Regions from separate parts of the Sus scrofa genome. Here region 1 is linked to region 2. Evidence: chromatin contacts called from public Hi-C data. All regions are on one chromosome and are shown on one strand. The core of a region is the stretch at or near the end of the contact, and the rest is flanking DNA. Distances in the headings are between cores, read along the strand shown. Region 1 holds the start of LOC106504991. Region 2 overlaps LOC110262248 (a long non-coding RNA gene).

Region 1 (6,535 bases), core at 379-2,878, 51 kb before region 2:
GGGTGTACCCTCTCCAACCTTTTTAAGTACTATTGGATTGAAAGGCACTTGTTTTACAGTTGGTACACAATCAGAATAGTCATTAACTGCCATTAATGGCCCACTCATATCTCACTGCTTAGTTCAGGTCAGAAAGACTGACCTCCCACCACAGAGATGAATTCTAATCATTCACACTTTTTAAAATAAAGTTAAATGACACCATTTAATTTTCTGCCCCAATCTGTAAGATTCTGATATAAGCACAAAATGGATTCAAGACCCTATTATTGATATGGTTTTAATTTAAAGTCTACTAAAACAGACTAAATCCCACATCCCATAACAGGTGGGATAAATGGGCATGTTTGGGAAGGAAAAAAAATTAAGAACTACAGCCTCACTTTTTTACTTACAGAATTCTGACAGCATGCTAGAAGACAATTTCAAAGGGCAACAAAGCATGGAACTCCACTTTATCAAATTCACAATTAATTAATCTAAGGAATTCCTAAGGAATGCTTTAATATATGGGAAAAATGGATGCAAAATATAATAGTGAGAACAAGTATCTCCACACCCAGTGAAGTAACAGGTTTAGGCTTGTTTGTACAGCTCCCTAAAAATTAAACTCAAAGAGTACAAAAACCAAAATTCAAAAAACTGGTCAAGAGTTGGATGGGAAACGTTCCACTCCAGATTAAAACGTTTAATCATACAAAATAGTGTAATACTTTACACTTGCTAAATATTTTAATTTACTTTGTTACTGAATAATAGACGCTTGGGCTAAACCAAACAGAAACTGTTTTTTGTCCCCAAATAATTTTTTTAAAAATATTCAAGAACACCCAGCCTCATTACTGAAATTTCTAAGGCTACCTGAGTGTTTTTATTTTTTTCAAAAGTGGTGTCATTTCATTTGCCTCTCAGGAAAAACCCATAAAATTAATCAACTAAAACACAGCATTGTAATTTGCAGTAAAATCAACACACTTGTGTAAACGGATTGGGGAAGAAAAAAAAAAACAAAAACCAGTCTTTTCATGTAAACATAATAAGCCTGTAATATGCTGCAGACAAACGCACTGCATGGGGTGTGGAGGACCCGAGCTGATTAGATTACCACAACATCAGCCTGGGGCCGCCATTTTTAGAATCTGTAAAGGACAAAAGAGGGAAATTTCACTTTTTACTGCCCATCTCTGAGATTCAAGGAAAAAACGGACTGTCTGCCAATTAGGTACTGATGTCTCCAGTCCAGAGTTGAATGCACCTCACTTAATTCTCTCCAAGGTCTCCAGAACTCCAAATACCTTACGCTATTCACATCTCTAAAAAGGGGGGGAAATGGGCAAAACGGGGTTTACTCTAAAGCTAACTCCAGCGATTTCCCTTCGACTTTAAACTGTATCGTTCTTGAGACAGAGTCTGGCAAGAACGGATCTCTACCGAACGGAGGCCGGTGGAAGAGAGCCCTCCGGATTGTTTTCTCTCTCCCCCTCCCCCGTTTAGCACAGTGAACCGTTTGTTTCTCTTCTGTGCCTGCTGCCACAGTGTTTGTGCCAATCCCTTGGTCAAAATCAGCTTTCCTGAAATGTGCCATATTGTGGCTTCTAAGCCTCCGGTACAGTAAAGGACGGCGATAATGCAAGAGGAGTGGGGGAGGAGACTGAGAAGGCTGGGTACTGGGGTGACCACCTCAGGGGCGGGTTTACCCTCTCCCGGGGAAGATGAGGAGCGGTCTCGTTCTCCCACAAAGGGAGAGACCCAGGGCGTTCTTTCCACCCCCTTTGCATTTATGAGAAAATTAAGCCACAGACTGCCCGGCAAGAATGGAAGTAGCAGAAGAAAATGGGGCCTATACGGGTTCCCAGCACCTGAACAAGATGCGGCAGAGGAAAGGGAGAGCTGGCAGCTCCTGGGACCTCTTCGAGCACAAACCCCACTAACAGTCAGAAGCCTCCCTCCTCACCCAAGCGGCCCTAACCCGCTGCCGGCGAGGAGTGCGCCCCCTCCCTAACTCCCACTCTCTAGGGGGTTTAACTGCCAGTTTCCCCCTTCCCCAACCCTAAAACCCGCCATAATGCTCCCTTTCTAGGGACAGGGAGGAAAAAGAATAAATTCGATTCAAACGAGCAACGTCTTGCCCCCGCCAAGACACCTGAGAGCCAACGTCGATTCCCCCCCGCCCCCCCGGAAGGATAAAGATGAGAAAGCCCCCTCCCCCTGGAAACACACGTCTCTCCATCCCGCAAGCCCCATGAACTCCCAAGGAGACGACAGGCACTGACCTGCGATGTTCACACACCAGACACCCGAACCCCGTTATGTGCTCGACCCCCAAGGAGTCTCTCCACACCTCCGCGGTCAGGCGACCCCCCGATAGCAGCCACTGCGGACACAGGACCCGGCTCCACACACCCCTCCCCAAACAGCAGCGCGAAGCCTCTTCACCAGCAACCGAGGAGTAGGGGAGGGGGCACCGAAGCAGTCAGCAGGAACGCAGAGGCGACGGCGAGGCTGCTCAGAGTGTCTATGCCCCCTCTGTTGCCGCTCCCGACTCCGGCACGGTCTCCGACTCGGCCCCCTGCGCCCGCTCAGTGTCACTGCCGCTCGCTCTGGGAAAATGGCGGCGACGGCGGCGGCGGCCGCGGCGGCGGCGGCGGCGGCGGCCGCGGCGGCGGCAAGTGCACGGGGCCCGCCCGCCCCGCTCCGCAGGGGCAGAGGGGGAGGGGACGAAGCTGCCTGCCGCCATTTTGCTTGTGGGCTGCTGCCCGCCGTTGCCTCTCCAGGGAGGCTCGAAGACGGCCAACTGGAGGCAGAGAGGTGGACAGAGTCTCCGTCTGTTTCACAACAGATGCATTCAACAATTCACTGAAGGTTTGGGGAAGTTTCGGAATTTGGTGGGATTGGTTCTTTATCCCTTTTCCCTGAGTAGCCCTCAAGTCTGGATATCGGTGAGCTCGCGCGCGCGCGCCACTACTGGGTGGAAGGATACTGATCCTAGGCCTTGGGAAAGACCCTTCCCTCTCCCTTCGTCCTCCCAAAAGGATGCGCTCTCTCCCACTCCCCAAACCACCTCTGTCCCAGCCTTCCCCTCCCCCTCCCAAGTCTAGCCTCCAGCGCTGGATGAACTCAGTTGGGGTGTCACTCGACGCCCACTAGGGGCTGAGGAAGCTCCAGTGCGCAGGCTCCGAGCACCGGATAAAAGCGGAGCTGGCGAGTCCAGCGCCGTCTCGATGGAGGAGCAAGAAACGGAAGAGGTCGGGGGGAGAAGCAGCAGGAAAAATACAGCCACCGTCAGCGCCGCCTCCCTGCCACGGTGTATCGGGGTAAAAAGCTGCCATTGCCGTCGGTGCAGTTGCCGTTGCTGCCTCCTACTTCTTTGGCCCCGGGGAAGGATTTCCCCGCCGGCGGGACTGTGTGCGGGGAGGGGAGCGGGAATTCCTTTATGTGGCGGTGATTAAATAAGGGAGGGACAGAGAGACGGTTATCTCGAAGAAAAAGGGGAGGCCAAAGAATAAATGGTTTCCCCAAACTAAAATGACACGGTGATTCCGGTTCTTGTTTTCGGGGGTCTCTCCCCGAAATGGCGCTTTCTGTCTTCTCGCTACCCAGCGACCCTGAGCGCCTAGTAAGCGGAGTGGGGAGAGGCAGAGGCGGTCCACGCAGCCAATCAGTGCCTGATGTGTCTGTCGTGCGCCTAGTGATTGGTTCGCGATGACCTCATGCTGCAGCAGCGGGTGGGGCCAGAGCCTTCGGGGGAGGCTGTTGCACAGGCAGAGGGAGAGGTGACGATGGTGGTCGTTGTCGCCGCGGCCGGTATGGAGCACAAGCAGTGGCGAGGGGAATCTCAAGGCTCTTCCCTGTTTTCTCCTGTCCTTGCGCGAGGTGAGGGCCCCGGCTCGGCCTCTGCGGATCTTTGGGGCGCTGGCGCGGACGAGGAGACACAAATTCTCCCATGACTTTTGTAACTGCGTCAGGGCAAGATGGCGCTGGGTCTCCTTGGGGCGCGGGGGGAGAGGCACGTCCACCGCCGCCGCAGCGCATGTGACCGGGCTGCATTCCTGTGGGGTTTGGCTCAGACCCAGGCCGGGGCGGGGGAGGGGAAAGGGCTGGGGCGGAGGAGACTGTGGTGCGGTCGACGTTGGCGGCCTGAAGAGGAAGAGATGGCTGTTTGAGAGCGCTTCCCCTCCCCCATACTGCTTAGCCGCTGTGGCTCCTGGGGAAAGCCCCCGGAGGGACGCTCCTCCTGGGGTGTGATGGCTGGTGGTGGAGGGAAAGGTTTGGCGCCCTATTTTCTTCTCTGCCTTTCTCCTTGCGAAGTATACTTACGTAAGATGGCAGGTCCCCGATGTGGGAGTCGAAATCCACCGTGAGTCCGAAAGGCCACTGGACTGAGTAGAAAGGAGAGTCTGGTTCCTGGGCCACAGAATGGAGGAGTATCGAGTGTTTTTTGAGAAAACCTAAATTTCAGATCCAAATAGTGTGATATTCCCTAAGTTTCGAAGTACGCGTATAAGGCGAGGTAACACCCGGGAACACTTTTCAATAATCTAAAAGCTACAAGAAACCAAGGAGTATATATCTGAATTTTGAAGGCCATTTTCATACTTCCTATTCCTTCCGTCTTAACTTTCTTCCCGTTTCTACTCTGTATATCCTACAAGAATGTTAATCTTATCAGTGGATTTGTTTTTTAATTTAGACGTGATTAGTAATACAGAATAAAAGTTGCTAGTGTTATCTGTGTGTAGTTGTGAGGCTGTTTTCAATACTTAGTGTTCCGTTTTTTGTTGTTGTTGCCCTCTTACTATCGTTTTTAAAAATAAAAGATGAAATTGTGATCACTTTTGGTAAATGTTATTCATTAAGATTCCTGAACCATTATGAAATATTAAACCTACCTCTTTAAATCATTTTTTTTAAATGAGTTTTAGTGTTTGGAACCTTGTAAAAGTGAAGATCTCCAGCATCTCAAAAGTTCTTATGTTCTATTTTGACATATTCAGTAAGAAAGACTAATATTGTTTTGACTCTTCCCACTTGGCTATTAGTAGCTATTAACCAGAGAAGATTTAAAAGAGCTTTGCTCCTTGGGTGGTGTTGAGAGCTGGGGGTTAATCAGCAAAGACTTTTGCATCTAAAACCTGACAATTTTTGACTGAAAACCTACATTTAGTGCTAGGAGGAAATGTTTGTTGGACCTGAAAAGATGAGTTTAATCTGGAGTTAAGGTTGTGCTGTTTGCTTTAGTCTTCGTTGTAGAATTGGTAGAAATAAAACAAGATTGAGTGCAAATGATTTTAAAAGTTCAAAAATATTTTCGTCCCCTCTGAATATAAATGGGCATTTTGCCTGTAGGAATTCTTGGATAATTTACATTTAAAGCAATTTTGTTCCAGTTTAGAAAAGAGGAACTAAATATTAAGTCAGTCATTTAAAAGTAATTTTCAGAATGTTATAGTGTCACTGTAGCTTAATAAGGAAAAGAGGTCATATTTCAAGCTAGTGGAAACAAATCCTTGTTTTGTATTTTTAATAAGTTTGTGTCCTCATTCCTCATTGTGAAATCCATGAACCTCTTGAGCTCTAATTTTTCTTTATATTCCTGTGGCATTTTAAATACTGCTTGCAGTTCTTGTCTTTGTCTACCTTCTTGCATTATATATTCTCCCTGGAAGTTTCATTTGTGCCTATTATTTTCTAATTAAAGGCCCAACCTTTCATCTCAGAGCTGCATGGGCCACAGGCTTCTTTAAACTCAAAAATATTAAGCTTGGTACTTGATTCCTAAGGACTTCATCTGTTCCCTAAACATTTTTTTGCCTCTCATCCTACATTTTATATGAATAATCATACTCCAACTTTCTTCACTCTATTTTTGTTCAAATTTTCATTTTTTTGGACGGTTGCAGTAATTTTCTAAGGTAGCAGGCATCCCAGTAAACTAAAACGCCTATGATCTAATGCTGTGCTGTTTGATGCCTTTGTCCACACTACCTGGATGAAGTGCCTCTTCTCTCTTGGGAAGCATAACTTGAGTCCTTCCCTCTGTAACTCTTTCAAATCCCCACTCCCAAGTAAAATGAGCCATTCTTTATATTGATGACCCAGCCCAGTGCTTGACCCTTGGAAGGCATTGAGATGTACATGTTTCTTTAGAGACTGATAACAAAACTTTACAAATAGACTGTGTTGGTCCATACTGTAAAATACTGGCTTTCAGACTTCAAAACTAAACTTTTTTTGACCATAGAGTTTTGAGAAGAGATAAAGGGTTAATGAGACTCAGTGGCAAGATTTCCTCCTCTTTCACGTGTGGGTTGGGGTGGGGAGGCAGATAGTGCTGCCCAAAAAAAATATAAAAAAAAAACTGGCCTTAGTATTTTTCAACATCTATTTCTTGAATCTAGCTGACATTTTTTACCTACATAATTAAATAGTATATAAAGATCCGTGATTATTTGGGTTTGTAATTCCTTGATCTCAGAGTTTGTGTTGTGGCTCAGTGGTAACAAAGCCAACTAGTATAATGAGGACTCGGGTTCGA
Region 2 (6,885 bases), core at 4,111-6,610:
CAGGGCACTCCAGCAGTTTAAGCTGGTGCTTTGAAGCCAGGAAGCCACGTATAGGCAGGCAATGCCAAGACAACAGGGAAGCAGCAATATTTTCAACAAATTAAAGAATCAGCTTACCACTAATCAATAGTTAATTGTAGCATCTTGAAACCCATTCTAAGACCTGAAAGTGTTTTGGAAATTAATCCCATGAAGTGCATTGCACATTTCAGTGAACTAAAGAAAAGTCACAGTTTCTTAGAATATAAAAGGAATTTATATTCTAATAAATCATGTGTGTAATCCCTTGAAACAGTCTGGAAAATTTTCTTTTTATGGGGTGGGTGCAAAAGTGTTAAATGAAATGGAAAGACCAGGAAATAAAACACTAAAATTCTGTATTGAAGAAGAGTTTTCTCATTCTGGGAAGGAATCAACAACAACAACAAAACACCAAAACTTCATGCTGCTTTCTGAAGTGCTATGGCCAAAGAAAATAATGCAGGTATACATTGAATTAACTCAGATGAGTACAAAATAGTGAATATGTTCAGAAGTGGGAGTTGCTGATAAGTGGAAGAATTAGGAGAGAAGTTTGGGTGCCGGGATCCAGAGTAAGGAATTTTGGAGTTCCCATCGTGGTGCAGTGGTTAACGAATCCGACTAGGAACCATGAGGTTACGGGTTCGGTCCCTGCCCTTGCTCAGTGGGTTAAGGATCCGGCGTTGCTGTAGTGTAGGTTGCAGACACGGCTCGGATCCCGCGTTGCTGTGGCTCTGGCGTAGGCCGGTGGCTACAGCTCCGATTTGACCCCTAGCCTGGGAACCTCCATATGCCGCGGAAGCAGCCCAAGAAATAGCAAAAAGACAAAAAAAAAAGGGGGGGGGGGAATTTGTTGGTAGTCAGTCCTTAAATACAAAAGTAAAAGAAATGCAAGATAAATCCACAATCAAAATTAGAAAGTAGAAATTAGGGGATGGAAATACTGACCTTATGGCATTTAATGGTTAATGTGCCCCTCCCCAGGTGTGGCCACCCTAAATGGACCTGAGTCAGTTGTTCTCATCCAGGACACCCGAGACAGTGACCAGGAAGCTATTATAAAATCAGATGCCAGGGCCCAACTCAGATCTACTGAACTGGGGCAAGGTTTCTGATATTGGATAATTTTTACATATTTATTTATTTATTTTAAAAAATTGTTTTTGGCCAAGCCCACAGCATGAGGCATGTGGAAGTTCCTACTCCAGGGATCAAACACATGCCACAGCAGTAACCAGAGCCACAGCAGGGACAACACCAGAGGCTTAACCCAATGTGCCACTAGGGAACACCTAGATATTTTTTAAAAACTCGACAGGTGATTCTGATGCAATTGGGTTTGTGGACAAAACCTTGAAAATACACTGAAGTAGATGGGCTGCTTGTGTCCCTCCAAAATTTCTGTGCCAAAGCCTTAATCTCCGTGTGATGATATTTGGAGATAAAGCCTTTAGGAGATTTAGTTTTAGGTGAGACCATGAAAAGCACCCTCATGATGGGAGCATCCGGGCACTCACTCTCCCAGTGTAAGGACACAGCCAGAAGGCCACTGTTTTTGAGCAAGGAAGAGGACTGCCATCAGGAACTGAATCTGCTGACACCTTGGCCTTGGACTTTCAGCCTCCACAGCAGTGAGAAATAAATATCCGTTGTCTCAGTTACTCCCATCTATGGTATTTTACTGTGGCAACCTGAGCTAAGACTAGCATAAAGTTGACTCCCTACCCAGTAATGTTGGGAAAGCTGCAGTCATATCATAATATAGAGAGTTTTTCAAATAGTTTGAGGTCATATTTTCTACACAAGTTCAAACCTATATTATGCTAAGCCCTGGGAGGCTGGTGGGGGGGGTGGTAAATGCTAAGTAAAGCATCTAAGTCATTCATGGTTGGGTGGGAATGGATTCTGCAAAGATAAACTCCTTGTTGAAACTTTGTCCTAGTTGGACAATCTATTCCTTTCTGCAATACTTAGCATGATTTTTTTTTCTCCTTATACTTCATCTGTGCACACGCTTTCTTTGCCTCTAGATCATGAGCTTCAAGGAGGTGGTACCAGGACTGATCCATTTCTGCAGTCTCAGAATTTAGCTTAGTGCCTGGCACACAGTAAGTGCTCAATTCATGCTGAATGAAATGCTTGTTAAGTGAGGAGTACCTGCTGTGGCTCAGAGGAAACAAATCTGACTAGTATCGATGAGGACACAGGTTCGATCCTTGGCCTCGCTCAGTGGGTTAAGGATCCGGTGTTGTGGTGAGCTGTGGCATAGGTTGCAGACGGCTCGGATCTTGAGTTGCTATGGCTGTGGAGTGGGCCAGGGATACGAATCCCATTCTACCCCTAGCCTGGGAACCTCCATATACCATGGGCATGGAGCTAAAAAGACTGAAAAAAAAAAAAAAGAATAAAAGAAAAAGAATGCTTGTTAAGTGAATTATACCTTTACATATACTGAAGGATAAAGATTTCTGCCCATTCACCTACTAACATCAGAAATATTTAATAAATGTGCCATGTGTTAGATGCCACGCTAGGTGCTAAAGACAAAGCAGTGAATAAGACAATCTCAGTATCTGTCCTCCTGGAGCTCAGACCATGGCCCTTAAGAGTCTGTGATGGGCTCAAGCCATTTCCGTCCACACTCAAAACAGCACTTAGTTATCCTTCCCAGGGAGCTCACAGCTTCAAGAATGTCATCATCTTCCCAAGGTGAACACCAAACTGAGAGTTTCTCCTCCTTGTATGGAAAGTGAGGGAGAAAGACCCAAAGGGTTTCACTCTCAGGTGTCCAGATTATAGATCCAATGGAAGCAACTACTCTAATTCTAACAGATACTGGCCAGGCTCTCCCTTACATGCCTCTTCTAAATCAATCATGTCTGCCTTTTTTTTTTTTTTTTTTTTTTTTTTTTTGGCTTTACCCACAGCATATGGAGGTTCCTGAGCCAGGGATCCAATCCAAGCTGCAGCTGCAACCTACGCTATAGCTGGATCTTTAATCCACTGCACCAGGGCAGGGGATGGAACCCAAAACACCACAGAGACAATGCAGGAACCTTAACCTGGGAACTCCAATAATGTCTGCCTTAACTTTCTGTTTATTTTTCTCTGGACCCCCAAGTTCTTTTTATAACAGTAACAATCACCATTTACTGAATATTTACTATGCTCTAGGCGTCATGCTAAGTCCTCTCCACTTACATCATGTGGTCCCTCCAGGTATAGGGCAGGTACTATTATTATTATAGAGGAGGACATTGAGGTTTAGGGATGTTAAGTAAGATGCTGGGGGTCACACATCTAAGGGCAGACACAATTAGAGAAGTCCCATCGTTGAAGGCCAGGCAGTCTCTGATAGGAGTAATAGGCCACGGCCAGAATAATAATAGTAACAGATAACTTTTTTGTTTGTTTGTTTGTCTTTTTGTCTTTTCTAGGGCCGCTCCCACAGCACATGGAGGTTCCTAGCCTGGGGGTCTAATCAGAGATGTAGCCGCTGGCCTACGCCAGAGCCACATCGACTCGGGATCTGAGCTGCGTCTGCAACCTACACCACAGCTCACAGCAATGCCGGATCCTTAACCCACTGGGCAAGGCCAGGGATTGAACCCACAACTTCATGGTTCCTAGTCGGGTTCGTTAACCACTGAGCCACGGCAGGAACTCCAGCAGCAGATAACTTTTATTAAGCACTTATTATTGTACCAAGAACTAAGTGTTTACACTTTATTAGGGTGGGAAAAAAAAATTCTTCCTTACCCCTGATGTTTCCTTCCACACAAAGGAAGCTCTTCTGGCATAAGATTTCTTTCTTTCTTTACTTTTTTTCTTATTTGTTTGGCTTTTTAGGGCCGCACTCGTGGCATAGGCTAGGGGTCGAATCAGAGCTACAGCTGCTGGCCTACGCCAAAGCCACAGCAATGCCAGATCCCAGCCACATCTGCGACCTACCCCACAGCTCACGGCAACGCCGGATCCTTAACCCGCTGAGCAAGGCCAGGGATCGAACCCGCAACCTCATGGTTCCTAGTTGGAGTCTGTGCCATGACGGAAACTCCCCTGGCCTAAGATTCCTGACCTCTCCTTTTTTTTTTTTTTTTTTTTTTTTTTTGTTCTTTTGCCATTTTCCTGGGCCACTTTCTCAGTATATGGAGGTTCCCAGGCTAGGGGTAGAATCAGAGCTGTAGCCACCGGGCTATGCCACAGCCACAGAAACTCGGATCCGAGCCGCGTCTGTAACCTACACCACAGCTCACGGCAATGCTGGATCGTTAACCCACTGAGCAAGGCCAGGGATCGAACCCGCAACCTCATGGTTCCTAGTCGTGTTCGTTAACCTCTGAGCCACGACGGAAACTCCTGACCTCTCCTTTTTCCTTGACTCACTCCTCCCTAGGAGGCAGAAGGGGCAAGAGGCTGGGACAGGTTGGGGGAAGCAGCTTCTCAGTGGTGAGTATGGGGGTAGGAACCCCAAATACACAGCTCAGCTTCTCTCTTCTTTCTCTTGGCAGCAAGCCTCCTCCAGAGCTGCTCCTGGCACTGTCCTCCCATGATGCAGTGGTTTACAGGGACAATCCATAACTGGGAGCCCCCACCCCATCTCAGCCTGGGGGGTAGCCCGTCTGGATATAATCCTGGAGTTCACTTACCCACACATATAGAACCACTGACTCCAATATAAGAGCTATCAGTGATAAAGCTGACATTTTCATGCCGTTTGTTTGATTTCTTCATGACCATTCCGTAATTACCCAGAGCTTTGTAAGAGAGGAGGGATGGCCTTTATTATATTCTCTTGAATCCCCAAAAACGATTAACTCGTTTAATCCTAATAAGACTTGCATTAGAAAAGTATTCTTCTCCTCTCCGAGGAGGAAAGGAAGCAGTCCTCCTTTGGCCTCTCCCTTGAAAGACAAATATTTGCTCTCAGTTCAGGATCAGATGAAACTAAAGCACGTGACAGAGAGTTTGCAAACTGTTAATGCAGAACGAAGCGGAGGCCGGGAGGGCGGTGGTTCTGGCTCTGACCTGGCAGTAGGGCCCCGATCCATTACTTTCCGGCTTCCGGTTCCTTTTTATCGGGAAAGCGAGGGGTTCGCGTGGCTGCGGGTCGCAGCTCATTTCTTCTCAGACGTTCTGTGAGTCAGTGATGACTTGCCAGTGACTTTTTCCCCTGGCTTCCTCTGCGTCATTAAGGACTTTTGGATGCTGACTTTTCCCTTGATTGAGCTAGGCCCAGCCTCTGGGGGACCCGACATGCTCGAAACTCCCCCTCGGTAGTGGGCTCTGCCTTCTGAGGTTTGCTGCTTCGTTGCCTTTGGTTGCGCAGCAACATAACACACGCCCACACTTCCGGTTCCAAGAGTGTGATCTGCTGTCGTTGAAGGGGCTCTCCCAGGTCCAGCAACTCTGCTGCGTTTCCTTCCTTCCTCACAGTGATGATTGTGAGGCCAGATGTTGGTGAAAGAAACCCCCCGAGTCATTCCAGGGAGTTGCAGGGGCTGAAGCGAAAATCCTCTGACCCTTTCCCAGAAGAAATGCAATATCCGTCAGGTCAGCCTTCAGAAGAAAATTCTCAAGAAATCCAAACTTACTCTCAGAGCCTCATTCAGGACAGGGAGTCCTGTCATTGCAAAAGCCTGTCCTTTGATTGGCCTCATGAAATCTAGTTGAGTCACCAGGTTCTGGGGGCTGGAGACCATGTGGCCGGCCTTCACGCTAAGTTTCATCTGATTCTGAAACTCTGTGGTTTAACACCGGAAGAAAGCAAAATAGCAAAGAACAGGAAGTGGAAAAAACATTTTGCGTAGTGGAAACTACCTCTGGGTTCACCTGCGTTCCTCCAAAACAGTAGTCAAATTAGCCCAGATACCTCCTCTCCTGGGGGGGGCATCCCCACAAAGTGCCTCCCCTAAAAGGATTTGGTGGATGAATGTGATGCCCCAGTTCCTCAGACGGCATCATTAGGGGACCTTGAGGTTGTGGCCCTCTGCTTCCATAACAAGACAGCTCACTCCCTCATGCATTTTCTGAAAAAAAGAAACGTCGGTGGGGTCAGGACTTCAGGACAGAGCCAGGGCCAGGTTCTGAACCCACGTAAAGGAAATCTTGAAACACTGTGAAGTCCGGGGGACAGCTTCTCCAAGGGGCGGATCAGAGACGTGTGTTTTCTTTGGCCAAGGGGGACAGAGGAATAAGACAAGTACAGGTTTTGAAAGTGCAAAAAGGGTGGAGTGGTCGGTGGGTACCAGAGGGAAAAGACCCGGCAGCCAGGGCAAGAAAGGCTCCTCTGTCCTTCTGACCCTTGCCCTCACAGGACCTGCCTCCACCCATGACCAGCAGACACTTCCTCACTTAGGTGGGGGAGGGCAGCTGTGGCCCTCAGTGGCATTGTTCCCAGAATGAAAAAATGCGGGCGTTGGCAACCATATCAAAGGCCTTGAGTTGTTCAGAAACCTTTACCCCTCTGATCACCAGACCACAGAACCCAAGAGCCATTAGCAGCCGGTGGAAACTTTGGAACAATAGACTTGGCCCCCCGCCTATTTGTTTGCATGGCTTTCTGAAAGAGGTAAAAGGGCCCCAGGCCAATCCCCATCCTACCCATCTCGTTCGGGTGGGTTAAAGTCTGTGCTAAAGCCAGCAGCAGTTAGAGATGGAGCTGAGGTTAGCACAGGCCACTCTTGATAGACTGAAACTGGTGCGGACTGAGTGAGGCACTTTCCTCTCAGCATGCAGTTTAAAGGGGCGCCCAAAACCACAGTAATTCAGATAAATAATATTTAACGTCATCTTTACATTTTTTGTTCTTCATGGATTCTTTTGCATTTGTTTTGATTCTTTACATTAAAATACTGTTGATCT

The links. Hi-C and Micro-C count contacts between places; a contact is called where the count stands out from the background.
Region 1: a contact with region 2 is called in a Hi-C map of liver, with 1.6 times the contacts expected there. The contact joins the promoter of LOC106504991 here to the enhancer-like site in region 2. A contact is called at or near these places in 1 of 5 promoter capture datasets (liver), 14 of 47 Hi-C or Micro-C datasets (alveolar macrophages, embryonic fibroblasts, epiblast stem cells and 8 more) and 2 of 2 datasets of contacts at active chromatin or transcription factors (alveolar macrophages and skeletal muscle).

What each region holds. Positions count from the first base shown.
Region 1 is chr9:104,907,898-104,914,432 of Sscrofa11.1, reverse strand. It overlaps LOC106504991, which reads left to right and starts at 1,628. Exons shown (of 3, transcript XM_013979822.2): 1 at 1,628-1,933; 2 at 2,239-2,862. The coding sequence starts at 1,628. All of the region lies in intron 1 of KMT2E (histone-lysine N-methyltransferase 2E), which reads right to left.
Region 2 is chr9:104,860,501-104,867,385 of Sscrofa11.1, reverse strand. LOC110262248 (a long non-coding RNA gene) reads right to left here. Exons shown (of 2, transcript XR_002347081.1): 2 at 4,784-6,050. Among named protein-coding and RNA genes, the nearest start is that of KMT2E, 12 kb to the left of the region's middle. Within about 2 kb of position 5,360, at least 60 of the 83 cell types and tissues checked have an H3K27ac peak or open chromatin away from gene starts, as enhancers often do. A contact at or near this core is called in alveolar macrophages, liver, mesenteric adipose tissue and 3 more, where this site is marked.